Regions from separate parts of the Hordeum vulgare genome. Here region 1 is linked to region 2. A link is a contact called in public Hi-C data. All regions are on one chromosome and are shown on one strand. Each heading gives the region's core, a stretch centred on a gene start, on an enhancer-like site or on the middle of the called end of the contact. The rest is flanking DNA. Distances are from core to core; before and after follow the strand shown. Region 1 has its middle 55 kb from the start of LOC123447372. Region 2 has its middle 44 kb from the start of LOC123447372.

What was found. Hi-C and Micro-C count contacts between places; a contact is called where the count stands out from the background.
Region 1: a contact with region 2 is called in a Hi-C map of seedling, with 2.5 times the contacts expected there. The contact joins two enhancer-like sites. A contact is called at or near these places in 2 of 6 Hi-C or Micro-C datasets (leaf and seedling).

What each region holds. Positions count from the first base shown.
Region 1 is chr4H:591,862,149-591,869,477 of MorexV3_pseudomolecules_assembly, forward strand. No RefSeq gene overlaps it. Among protein-coding and RNA genes, the nearest start is that of LOC123447372, 55 kb to the left of the region's middle. Within about 2 kb of position 5,118, at least 3 of the 3 cell types and tissues checked have open chromatin away from gene starts, as enhancers often do. A contact at or near this core is called in leaf and seedling, where this site is marked.
Region 2 is chr4H:591,762,498-591,769,394 of MorexV3_pseudomolecules_assembly, forward strand. No RefSeq gene overlaps it. Among protein-coding and RNA genes, the nearest start is that of LOC123447372, 44 kb to the right of the region's middle. Within about 2 kb of position 3,989, at least 3 of the 3 cell types and tissues checked have open chromatin away from gene starts, as enhancers often do. A contact at or near this core is called in leaf and seedling, where this site is marked.

The sequences.
Region 1 (7,329 bases), core at 3,868-6,367, 100 kb after region 2:
TGTAATGTATTCCTTTTTTGAAAATGTTCTTGTAATGTTTTCTTTTGATCAATGAATTTGACAGCTCTCCTGCCGACATTCAAAAAAGAATAATTTTTTTTCTCTTCCTTCCGTCCTTTCCAGGGTATTAGTCTGTGCCTTGCCAAACTCTAACATGCACGTACGTGCACTGATGTTGTGCGTTGGTTTATTTCCAGGGCACGTAACTCAAGCCCAGAACCTTCGCATTGCTCCTTTTGCTATCAACTAAATATTTTGCTATCCTTGATAATGCTTTTCTAGTTGATCAGGCTGTCAAAATGAATATTGCTATTGGTAAGGATATTTCTGGCAGGAATAATGTTGCTAATGATTTAGTTGACGTTGAATAGGAGCAATGCTTGGCTTTTGCCAATGTTATTAATTCTGAGATCACCCTGCCTGATAATTTGGACACTGATTCTGACAATCATCCCCGAGCCCATGTTAGGTTGTTTTTCACTAACTCAGCGGGCACTGCTGATGTGTTAGGCCAACTTCAGTGAGTTGACGCAAACGGATGCGGAATTAATCTATTTTTGTTCATTTGGATCAGTTGCAGGTGTGGTGTCTTCCTTGTCCGTGGAATTCTGGACCATGCACGGTTGTGCCCAACCGGCCGACCCATTTGGTCTGTCTCGTTAGTTTTTTTTCAACAAGCAAATATATTGGCACCCCAAACATATTTAGATTGCTTGAATGAAACTTGAATTTCATGTCAGTATACAGAATAATCTTGATGAGTGTCATAGTTTAGAATTCATGCTGTCACGCCGATGATGGCATGTGTGCATACAATAGAATCGCAGCGCCATAGTTCATGCATCTCGGCCAAACATGAAGATGGTCACGCTAGCTCAAGTATCTTCTTTTGCTTCTTATTGAATCAAGCTCTTTTGGGGGGGCATATTGCTCAAGTCCACCGCCATGATCTCCACTGCCTTCGAGATTAGCACAAGCTTTATCTTGTTTGTCCTTATCCGGGTATTGGTCTTAACATCTCGAGCTTCTTATTTTGTATGTCTAACAAGATCTTCATTTTCTCATCCTTCTCTTGGTGATTCCTTTGTTTCCTCTCTCAATTGCCACCTCCTTTTGGGTCATGAATCCCTTCAAGGTTTTTTGCAAGGCGATCATCGAAGCATCATACTTTTCGTCCAACTTGGGATTGGTCTCCCCCCTTGGTCGCTTATCACCTTCACTTGATTCGGCCACCGATGAAGCCCCCACCTGCTTCTTAAACTTAGGGACTACTAAATCATCCAACAATGGATCAATGTGAATAGCTTGTTCTCATGTTGGCCCATAAAGATTTCGAAAGTTTGAAAAGCTTACAAATGAAGATGAGAAACAAAAAGATGCATTCATATGCATAGGAGAACGACAAATGCTCATATGACAATGCAAGACCTTGTATACTCCCTCTATGCATATATATATATATATATATATATATATATATATATATATATATATATACGGCCTAATGCATTTTTCGAGGTTAACTTTCACCACATGTTAGAGTCATGTCTACATAGTTCTCGAACCCGCAGGATCTGCACACTTAAGGTTCGGTGACGTTTTCGGTATAGTTGAATTATTGATGTTGGTAACCGAATGTTGTTCGGAGTCCCGAATGAGATCCCGGACGTCACGAGTATATCGAGAATGGTCCGGAAACGAAGATTGATATATAGGATTGTTGCATTTGGCTTCCGGAAAGATTTCGGACATTATCGGTAAAGTACGAGGAGTGACGAATGGGTTCCGGGGTTTTACCAGGAGGTGCCACCTACCCGGGAGAGAACCAAATAGGCACATGGGTTGCGCACCAGCCCTTAGTGGGCTGGTGAGGCCAGCCCAATAAGGCTATTTCGGCCAAAGCAATAATAAAGAAGGAAAAAAGAAAAAAAGAAGGAGGTGGAAAAGATAGGAAGGAGTGCTCCACCAAACCGAATTGGAGGAGGACTCCTCCCTCCTTGCCTCGGCCGAAGGCTCCTCCTTGGAGTAGGAGGCAAGCCAACCACCCCTTGGTTCCTCCTATATATAGTGGAGGGTTTTAGGGGCCCTCTCTCCCTCCACTACTTCGTGACACCTCGTAGCTAGATCAGTACGGCACGGCAAAGCCCTGCCGGAGTAGCTCCACCATCATCACCGCCACGCCGTCGTGCTACCGGAGAATTCAGCTACCTCTTTGTCTCTCTTGCTGGATCAAGAAGGCGGAGATCGTCATCGAGCTGTACGTGTGCTGAACGTGGAGGTGCCATCCGTTCGGCCCTAGATCGGGACGGATCGTGGGATGGCGGCGATTTGGATCGCAAAGACGTTCCACTACATAAACCGTGTTTTTAACGTTCCCCGCTTAGCGATCTACAAGGGTATGTGGATCCGATCTCCTTCTCGTAGATGATCATCACCATAATAGGCTTTCGTATGTGTAAGAAAATTTGTGTTTTCCATGCAACGTCCTCCTTCATATGACTACTGGATTTTTTATGGTGGTGCGGTTGGTTTAACGCTTGAGCTTAGCTGGGCTTCTCGCTCAACAGCAACATGATGCGGATGTATAGATGTGCACCACCCTGATTTTGTTATTTTAAAAGCTGCTAAGTTCTTGTATGGTTATTGTTGCCTTGGTTTGTTACTTGTGGGCATTGTTTGTATGTTCAGCTCAAGTATTTGTAATCTCTCTGAAATAACATATGTCCTGATTGAAGTGTACGAAGTGTACGTATTTCACAATTAGGATATCCCACACAAGTTGGATTTGTAGGCCGTGAGACAGAAAACAAACATACTCTGCTGTTATGTGACACCAAGGTTGAAACATTCTTAGTCCAGCAGTATCACATATCTACAGAGATAGAATATATGAAAAACTTGCTTCAAGTCAATCCTCAGTTTTCTTTCGGTATGTGACACCAAGACTGAAACATACTCTGCTATTATGATTTCCTATCATGTCTTTATGATAAACTTGCTTCAAGTCAAGTAAACCGTCAAATGTATTTCTTATTTCTTGCATGCTTATTCTAATTTTAGCCCATACTAGGATAGTCGACAACAGTACCTAGTAGCTAGTGCTGGTCAAACGTTTCTAATTTTAGCCACTGATTTTCGTAGTTTTAAAACGTATCAGAGGTAGCACAAAACACTAGGTATTAATAATACAACAAGTGTGAACTGAGTTTGACACCTTTCTTCTGTTCTGGAATCTGTCTGGTTTTACATTTTAATTCAAAAAGAGCCATCTAATGCTCGCAACAACATTAAGTACATCTAACCCTTGGACCAATTCATCTATTTTATTATAGGGATATGATCTTGCGGAAGACGGGCGACCATGCTTTGCTGCCACAAGTCTCCTTCAAACCTTGTCGCCCGCAAACATGTCACGCGTCATTTGCCGATCAAACATGTGTTCATGTTGTGATGAACCGTTCACTTTCGTTGATCGAACATCTTGTATTTCTCATTTGGACCGTGGCTTGTGTCGTGTTTTTCATTTGGACCGTGGCTTGTGTCATGTTTTTCATTTTCATTTGAACCGTTGATAGTAGTTGAAACAGATTATATGCATTTTCATTTGAACCGTTGATAGTACTTCAAACAGATTATATGAGCTTGCTTGTTGTTTTGCGTAATTTAGTTGAACCTTTGTTCTAAGTATATTTCTTCTGTGAGATTTTGAAGTTGTAAAAAATACATTTTTAATTATAGTATATTAATTTTGCAAACCTTTGTATGAATCCCTGTGTACCAAATAGTAAGGGTATGTGAGGGGTTTGGTGATTGAGGGGATTTGAGAGGATTGGTTGGAAGGAAGGGATTCACCCAATCCTCTGAAATCCCCCCTCCACAAACCTCCCCAACCCCTTCCTGTCAAACAAGGCCTCACGGGTTTTCAGGAGATGATCATCAAGACAAACTGTGTGGAGGTTTCGGAACTCTAGAAAAAATCGTCACAACTCCCTTTCGGTTGTGACACCCCTATTTTTATGAAATAGGAGAGCTAGCTAATAACTTTTTATGTTTTGATATCCGCCATGTAATCCGGTCAGCTAACTATCCGGCCTATCTTTGTACTAAGCGCCCTTGCACATTGAATGTGACACAAAGCTGGCTGGAAGTGACCCCTAGCTTCCTGGTGAGCAGTTTGTTGGCTCACGATTCAACGAATGCTTTTGTTTGAATAAACTCTCATTATTGCCTGTAAAAAAAAATTTGACTGTATGCGATTCCTAACAGGAATCGGGACGGACGAGACATAGCCTTGTGAGAGAACAAATGACTGCATCACACACATAATAGAGTGCATGGCCAGGTCCATCGACACATTGCTTTGTAAAACAAAAAGAAAACCCTGCCTTTGTTGCTATTCAATCCTGCGACCTCTAGGTAAGTAGTGTGATAGACTAACGACTCCACCGTCCCACATCAGCTGCCCAAGTACTACTTCTTCCTCTCTTTCTTCTTTCCTCTTACGTTTTTCCTTTTTCACCTTTTTACCTTTTTCTTTTTTTGTCTTTGTTTTTATTTGCATGGTTTTAAAAAAATATTTGGTGAACTTTTTTAATTATGATGAACTATTTTTTTATAAATTATGATGATTTTTTAAATGTATGATTTTCAAACTTTGATGAAGTTTTTTTATCAAATTCAATATTTTTTCTAAAAAAACCGATGGACTTTTTTTTCAAAATTTTAAAAAAATCAATGAACTTTTTAAAAAATGTTGAACTTCTATTAGATTTGATGAATATTTTTCAAAATAAGTGAACTTTTGTCATATTTGATGAACTTTTTTCAAAAATAATTAACTTTTATGAAATTTGATGAAGTTTTTTTCAAAATCAGTGAACGTTTTTAAAATTTGATGGATATTTTTTAAGAACAATAACTTTTTTGAATTCGGTTGACTTTACATAAAGTAGTTGAACTTTTTCAATATTCATGAACTTTTTTAAAATGCAGATTATTATTATTATTATTATTAAAGTCAACGATTCACTAGTCAACTGGTCAACCACGCACGACCGTACAGAACAGCCCACGAGCGAGCAAGCAAGCGATCAGGGGGGGCGAGTCAAGTGAGTGCTACTTGGGCCGGTCCATCAATCGGCGGCTGTGAGTGCCAACTCCCTTAGCTGGCGCCTGAAGCGCCAATCAGGAGCACCCCGATCAGTCGGTGACCTAAGGAAACTAACACTTGCTCAGTCTGGTGGCAACTAGGTATACGACATGCACACATATTTGTAAGCTTTAAAAAGAATCATGAATTTCAAATATTCACAATTTTTTGAAATTATTTTTGATTTTAGAAAATAATGGAATGAAAACGAGATGAAAGAAAAATGAAAAGGACAAGGAAAAAAACTAGAGAATAAAAACTAATTAACCAACTAGAAAAATAAGCTGAGAAATCACAATCAAAAGAAAAACAATCATCTGGAATGTCACAAAAAATGAATCAACGTCTCTAAAGAGCTTACCCGCTAATACACTTCGATCGAATGGAAAGTCAATTACCATGTAGATGATCTAGACGATATCGCTCGCAACAAGCGATTTACATCATCGCTCGATAAGAAGCGGATATCAAACACTATTGAAACACGAACAGTAGGAACACCGTCTATTGTAGTGTATCGAGTACTATATCATGTAATATTTTAAATAGTGAAGTTCTAAAAAAGGAATATTTTAGCAAGAAAAAACAAATCAAGTTTTTTAAATATTTTTTTTAAAATAATAATAATAAATTTTTTAACATATGTTGAAGGTGCCAACTTTTTCTCAAATTCTGATATTTAAAAAAAAACTTAATAAAGTAAATCAAATTTGCAAACATTGTCGGAGAATGCAAAAAAAAAAACAAATTTGCAAACAGTTTGAATTTTTAAAAAATAATAAAATGAGGAAAGAAAAAAAAGAAAAAATAAGAAGAAGGAAATTGATCCAAGAACCTTCCAGAAGGTTCCCAAAACTGGGTTGGAACCTTTTAGTAGATTTCGAAAAAATGGCCCAACACATTTCCTCTCCAGCACGATCGTCTGTGTGCGTTTGGCGCCAATATAACGCAGTCACGGAAGATAGAATTTGCCCTCATGTCCTGATCTGTTATCAGTACTCCTAATCTTTTGCTCATTGCATAGAATAGCAGCAAAGTCCTGCGGCAAGACCAGGCCGAATAGCGGCCACAACAACTTCTTGTCCGCAACTCATTTTTTTTATCTTCACACCGAAATTGTTAGCTGAAGAGTACTCCATCCAAAGTTCATTAATCTTAGGTTGAGATAAATGGCGCCTTGCATGTTTGCCGTTTATCACAACTTCAGAGTTTTCTTTTTTAGATTCATTTCTTCACACCTCCGAATAACGAGCCCACCCCAGGTGAGTTTTGAGAAGGCTCCGACGAGTGTTGCCTAATTAGTTGCTCTCTCTTCATACCTTCGAACCACGAGGATCCTATACTTCGTGCAGTTTGCTAGCGTTTGTATGGGCAGGTCATTTTCCTTTTTTCCTTTCGTTTTTTCTTTATTTTAATTTTTTCCTTTATTTCTTTTCTCTTCTTTACTTTTTTACTTTTATGCGAATATTATTTTCAAATTCGGTAAAATCAATTTTTCATTTATTCCAATAAATGTTCGTCAGTGTGAAAAACATATTCAATAATTCAAAAATTGTTCATAGGATTCATATTTTTGTTCAGTGTATTTGGAAAACGTCAATTCAAATTCAAAACTTGTTCATGAAATTAATAGAATGTTCTCAAATTAAAAACAATCATTGATTTTGAAAATATGTTCATCGATTTCAAATTGTGTTCATTGCATTCTTTTTTTTGCATTCATATATATTTCATAAAAAACGTTCATTATAGCCTTCTGGAATTGCGCACATTTTTTGAATTCAATAACTTTTTTGAATTCATGAGCATTTTTCGGAAGTCTGCACTTTTGCAAAATTTTAAAAATAATAGGGGCACCTCACACACCACATGGGCCAGTCCAGAAGACGCGCATGGGAGAGGGGATTTTCGCTCGATTCCTGGCACGTAGGTCGCTGAATAGGAGGACCCCATATAACCAGTTGGAAATAATGGATGATTCTCGCTAGGGAAAAATACGACATTCTGTTTTTTAGAAATTATTGAAAGCACTTCATGAATCAATTCTTTTCACTGTTTTGAAATAATATCCATGAATATTAATAGGTATCCACGAATTTTCATCATATTAGTACGGATATATATTTATGAATTACAAACAGATTAATAATTATGGAGATGTCCATCAGTTTTAAAAACTG
Region 2 (6,897 bases), core at 2,739-5,238:
CTTCCGGTGTATCTTTTGACTTCCCATACAAGCCCAGGAAGCCTAGAATATTCACGCAGAGATTCTTCGTCAGGTGCATCACGTCGATTGCTCAGCGGACCTCATGGACTTCCCAGTAGGGTAGCTCCCAAAATATAGATTTCTTCTTCCACATGGGTACGCGCTTATCAGGGCCGTTAGGAACATGTTCGCTGCCAGGAACCTTTCCAAAGATTACTTTTAAATCTTTGACCATATCAAATACTTCAGCACCAGTACGGATGACAGGCTTCCCCCGGGGTTCTGCCTTGCCATTGAAATGCTTGCCTTTTTTCTTTAAGGGATGCTTGGGCGAAAGAAAACAACGATTGTACGGGTACACATTCTTCCTACATTTATCCAGATATATACTTTCTGTCTCATCCAAACAGTGCGTGCATGCATTGTATCCCTTGTTTGACTGTCCTGAAATGTTACTAAGAGCAGGCCAATCATTGATGGTTACGAAAAGCAACGCTCGAAGGTCAAATTCCTCTTGTTTGTGCTCGTCCCACACACATACACCTGGTTCGGCCCACAGCTGTAAAAGTTCATCAATTAATGGCCTTAGGTACACATCTATATCGTTGCCGGGTTGCTTTGGACCTTGGATAAGCACTGGCATCATAATGAACTTCCGCTTCATGCACAACCAAGGAGGAAGGTTGTAGATACATAGAGTAACGGGCCAGGTGCTGTGACTGCAACTCTGCTTCCCAAAAGGATTCATGCCATCTGTACTCAGACCTAACCATAAGTTCCTTGCGTCAGCTGCAAATCTCGGGAACTCTCTCTCGATTTTTCTCCACTGCCGACCATCAGCGGTGTGCGTCAACTTATCGTCTTTCATACGATCTTCCATGTGCCATCGCAACAACTTCGCATGATCTTTATTTCTGAACAAACGTTTCAACAGTGGTATTATAGGAGCATACCACATCACCTTGGCAGGAACCCTCTTCCTGGGTGGCTCTCCCTCAATATCAACAGGGTCATCTTTTCTGATCTTATACCGCAATGCAGTGCATACCGGGCATTTATCCATATTCTCGTACTTCTCACCGCGGTAGAGGATGCAGTCATTAGGGCATGCATGTATCTTCTGCACGTCTAATCCTAGAGGGCAGACAAGCTTCTTTGCTTCGTACGTGCTGGTGGGGAATTCGTTCTTTCTTGGAAGCATCTTCTTCATCAGTACCAGCAACTTTTTGAATGACGAGTCAGTCACACCGGTCTCTGCCTTCCACTTCAGCAATTCCAGTGTGCTACCCAGCTTCTTCTGGCCATCTTCACAAGTTGGGTACAACAATTTGTTGTGGTCCTGTAACATCTGCTCGAACTGCAATCTCTCCTTTTCTGTGTCGCAACCTCGCCGTGCATCAGAAATGACCCGGCCAAGATCATCAGCGGGCTCATCTGGTTCCCGTTCTTCATCCTGATCTTCTTCTTCATTGTCTTCCATTGCGGTATCAGCATACTCAGGGAACATAGATCGGTAGTTGTCATCATCGTTCTCTTCTTCTTCATCGTCGTCTTCCATCATAACCCCTCTTTCTTCGTGCTTGGTCCAAACATTATAGCCCGACATAAAACCGGACCGAAGCAGGTGGCTCCGAACGACTCTTGAGGAAGTGTAATCCTTCTCATTCCGACATTCAACACATGGACAAAACATATAGCCACCACCATGCTTGTTCGCATCGGTTGCATCTTGAAAAGAATGCACGCCTTCTCTGTAAGCGGTTGTGCGTCGATCATCGTACATCCATGGATGGCTCATCTGCGTTATATGACAGTATATCAAATACAATCACGATCCTAAAAATTAGTACCGCACGGTCTAAACGAGGAAATATAGTTGCTAACCTTTTAGAATAAGTAGAAATAAAAGAGGAAGAGGTTTAAGCGTGGCTCGGGCATCTCATATCGTAGTTGTGTTCGGTGAACTGAAGCGGCATCGCTCTAACACACATTTCAACAAACACCTCTAGTGCATAAAAAAATGGAGAGCTAGCATACACCCACACTCTTCCATCCAAGAAAAATGCAAGGAAGAGGGGAGAGGGGGGCTGTGCTATATATAGGCATAGGACTTTAGTCCCGGTTTGAGACACAAACCGGGACTAAAGGTGGCGCACATGCGGGCTGCACACCGCGTAGCCCTTTAGTCCCGGTTTGAGACACAAACCGGGACTAAAGGCTCCTTGCGGTCCGGGACCAAAGCCTCGTGGGCGGCATTACGATTTGGGGCAACGTGGCCGGGCCTTTAGTCCCGGCCCATAGGGAGGCCGGGACTAAAGGGTCCAGGCCAAAGGCCCGTTTTCCACTAGTGGCACATACGTACATCATGTTATGAGTCCACATCGGATCATCGATGAGCCGCCATGCGAGGTATAGATATTATTATTCTCTATTAGTAACTAATTATTAAGTTATTTACCTTTGCATATACGACGCAAAGCTTTTGCATCAACTATTTCATATGCATATTAGTTTAGGATGCATTAAATGTTGAAATATATATACATATACTACTAAAGTGTACGTGTACATAAACTTGGATAAAAATAACCCTATTTTTGATATATAATTTCAACTAAAAACATGTTAGGTTTCACGTAAAGTATATTTCTCTTATTTGTTTGGATGATGTGGGGATGGGTTGTGGCTGGTTTGGAGGGAATACGTATTTTGTACAAATGCGGAAGAGAGTAGCAAGAGTCTTTTTGCAATACCACAACCTACCTCGCAATTGTTAGATCTAGACCACATAGTCAAAAATGACAGACACACCGTAATAATAAACAAAAACTTTTATGCAAGTAGAGATATTGATTATATTTGCCATGATGATATATTATGAGGCCCCGAGTTCTAGTTTTGTCCCGGCCCCCCAAAAACTCAGGACCGGTCCTGGATGCATCTTGTCTAGAAGAACATTTTCGCCGCCGGATGCAACAAGCGTTGTTGCCGTGGACTCATGTTACGCTGCATACTGCCATAAGGCGGGGCACTTTTGCACAGCCAGGTAAGAGAAGGTCGATCGAAAGGGTCCCGCCGCCTCCGTCCAGTCCGTATTCATCTCTACTCGGCGTCTCCAGATCACCGTCTCAGCTCCTCGCGTCCACGTCTGCAAACACGCCGCAGCTTTGGGCTTAGTCGGCGGCCCCCGCTAACTAGTTCCTAAACTACAGAACTGTTTTCCGTCTTAAATCTGACGGGCGCCGTTTGGTCCGATCGCAGTTCAGAATGACATAACAGGTCATAACTTCAGCATCATCTATGGACAATTTTTAAAAATCCAGAACAAATTTTGAAACTCGATCATTCTTTGGGAACATGAACATATTTTGAACGCAAGAACATTTTTAGCAATTTCTGAACTGTTTTTGAAATACAGACATTTTTAAAATTTAAAAATATATAAAATTGGACGCGCAAACATTTTTCAGAAAGATGAAGGTTTTTTAAAATTGCGACATCATGTTGAAAAACTTGAACATATCAAAAAATACTGGTCATTTTTTGAAATAGACAAACAGTTTTTTGAAAACATGGTCATTTTTTGGAAACAAGGACAAATACATATCAAAAAATAAAAAATATAAAAATATAAATAGGAACAAAAAACGAAACAAAAAATTTAACCAAAAATAAATTAAAAAATTAAACAACAAACGAAAAACCTGAAGCAAAATAATGCCCAACACGCGCTCCAGTGAACTGGGCCGGCCCAATCACGGTCATCCTTTGCCATGTCGACAATCCCCGTTTGAAAAATGACCGTATTTTCAAAAAACTGTTTGTAGTAGGATTATAGAGTTTAGGATGAAATCGATCGGAATTTTGATTTGGGGTCATTTCGTCCGATCTTTACAAGTTTAAGGTTTAAAATAGACTTTTCTAATGATGTTACTATCTTGGCACCAGTGGTCTAGTAGTAGAATTGTATTCTGTCACTGTACAGGCAAATTTTGCTAACCGGCGCCTGCAGAGCTCCATCATGGGCCGGCCCATTTTAAAATCCTACCTGAGTTTTAGCCCGTGAACTTTTTTCCAAATTGATCAATTTTGTGAAAATCGGTGAACTTTTTCAAAATTTGATGTTTTTTTAAATTGATGAACTTTTCTTAAAATCGTTGAACATAATTTCAAATTTCGTGATTTTTTTTCAAATTTACTGAACTGTTTGTAAAAATTGATGAACTTTTTTGATAATCGATGAACTTTTTTTTGAAAATCAATGATTATTTTTGGAATTCTGTTAACTTTGTAAAAATACGTAAGCATATTTCAAAAATCATTGAACTTTTTTTTGGATCTTAACTTTTTTAAAGTTTTGTTAACTTTTTTGTCAATTTTTGAAGGACCAACACATTTTATATGGACCGGCCCATGAAGAGGAGCCCTGCAGGCGCCGTTCGGCTAACCGGTGCTGAAGGCGCCGTATAAGAGCTCACATGACGAAACACTTCTCTATTAGTGCTTCGTCTAAAAGGACCTAGTTTACCAGTACTCTGTTCCCAGGCGCTTCATATTTTTTGAGGGAGGGGAATAGAGAAATAGTTCTCATATTCTTATTTTTTGTAGGTCAGACTAACAAAATTTTGATCAAATTTAGATTAAAAGTATCAACATCTATGTTATCAATTAAATACAAAGTAAAAACATATTTCATGATGGATCTAATACTGTTTATTTATTTCGATGGGTGCTGTATTTTCCTGGTCATTCTGCTTTGCAGGTGTTTTGGGCCGACCTGGGTTCGACTACATTTTGCTGATCGTTCTGCTGGGCAGGTGCTTTGGGTCATGATTATGCTATTTTGCACGGGCCATCTTTTTTTTAGGAAGGAGGGGAATGAAAAAACACTTCCTATTAGTACTTCGCCTAAAAAGACCTTGTTTACCAATACTTCGTCCCGGGACCCTTCATTTTTTTGGGGGGAAGGGAATAGAGAAATAGTTCTCAAATTTAGATAAAAAGTATCAGCATGTACGATATCAATTAAATACAAAATAAAAACATATTATTTCATAATGGATCTAATATTACTTATTTATTTCGAAGGGCGCTATTTTTCCTGCTCATTCCGCTGGGCAGGTGCTTTCGGCCGACCCAGGTTTGACTGCATTTTTGTTGATTGTTCAGCTGGGCAGGTGCTTTGGGCCGTGATTATGCTTTTTTGCACGGGCCATGTTCATTTTTTTGGAGGGAGGGGAATGACGAAACACTTCTCTGTTAGTTCTTTGCCTCAAAAGACCTTGTTTACCACTACTTTGTTCCGAGATCCTTCATTCTTTTGGAGGGACGGGAATAGAAAAATAGTTCTCATCCTATTATTTTTCGTAGGTCAGACTGACAAAATTTTGATCAAATTTAGATAAAAAGTATCAACATCTATGATATCAATTAAATACAAAAATAAAAACATATTTCATGATGGATCTAATATTATTTATTTATTTCGAAGGGTGTTATTTTTCTAGTCCCTCCGTCCCAAAATAAATTTCACAAATTAAAAACTAAATTAGTATAATTTTTTTATTGTGGGACAGAGGAAATATAAATGTGGTCAAACTTTAAAACTTGACTTAATACAAAGCGAAGATGTGAAATAAAAATAAACATAAAGAGCATTGCATAACACAAACTTAGTGGGTCTGGCTAAATCATCTAATCCCCCGTCATTCTCCTGTCCTGCATGTGCCATTTTCATTTTTCTTTGAAGGGAGGGGAATGGAGTAATGCTTCTTTATCAGCATTCCGTCTATAATACTTGTTTATTAGTACTTCCTTTCGCAGGGGAAGAGCCAATGGGGGGCGAGCGGGGGCCAGACCCCCCCTATGGGCCGGCCACCCCCATGGATCCGTAAGGGGGACTAGTACTAATCTTATATGTGATCTTTGCTTAGAAAGCCGACATTAGCAGATTCAAAAAAAAAAAGTTATCCGTCATTAGCATAGTCACAGGCCTTTGTTTTATGCATTGAACGTTGCAGGTTGGCCCAAGAGCCCAAAGTCGTATAGTCCAAATGACATGTGTTGTCCAGGGTGTCTGCTGTTTGTGAACGCATCAGGCAATATATCGATAACCATCCACAACACACGTACTGACGCAATCGATCTGTTGTCGCCGCCGCCCACGACCATGATAGGGTTTGGTCAAGCGTTATCGCTGATCCATTCATGGTGGTTAGGGAAGATGCTATGATCTAGCAACTATCCTTTGATCTAATCATGTTTGTGTTTCAATTAATTGGTTGGTGTGGCCCATCATTGCAGTTCGAGGGCATAGGCGTACATAATCAATCAGAACTCTGAAGCTCGGGCGCCCTGACATTTGTAGCGTTGGTGATCAGGGATGCTTGTTGCGTGCCTGGTGACTAGCTACCACCAGTCGATTTGCTTTGACCTAGCAGTGGAGGGGATAAGATGGGGTGGATTTAATGCTCTAGGTATGTTTTTGGAAAATCTTGATCGTTTTCTCCTAATGCAACACTAACTAATTGATCATGTGTGTTTAAGGATGTGTACGCATTGGTAGCTACCAGCTCCACATCAGGTACAATGTAAGTGTTGACCCAACTAATTTAGATACACTGAATACTACCATTTAGTTACATGAAGATTTTTCTAGTTCTTACATCTTAAACTTATATACGATAATGTTTTATTTCATTTCATAATTTCGGAGTATTTCGGTTACACCTTCTCTCTATATATGTGGCACTTATATGAAATTGTTCACCATTACTAGCTATAGCTAAGGGATGCTCCTGCTGCATTTTTTGTATACTAGGTATAAAACTTTTAGTAGTCAAAAGGCACAATTTTTTTTTGGCTTCACCATCGTCTCGCCCCCCTATGCCTAAATCC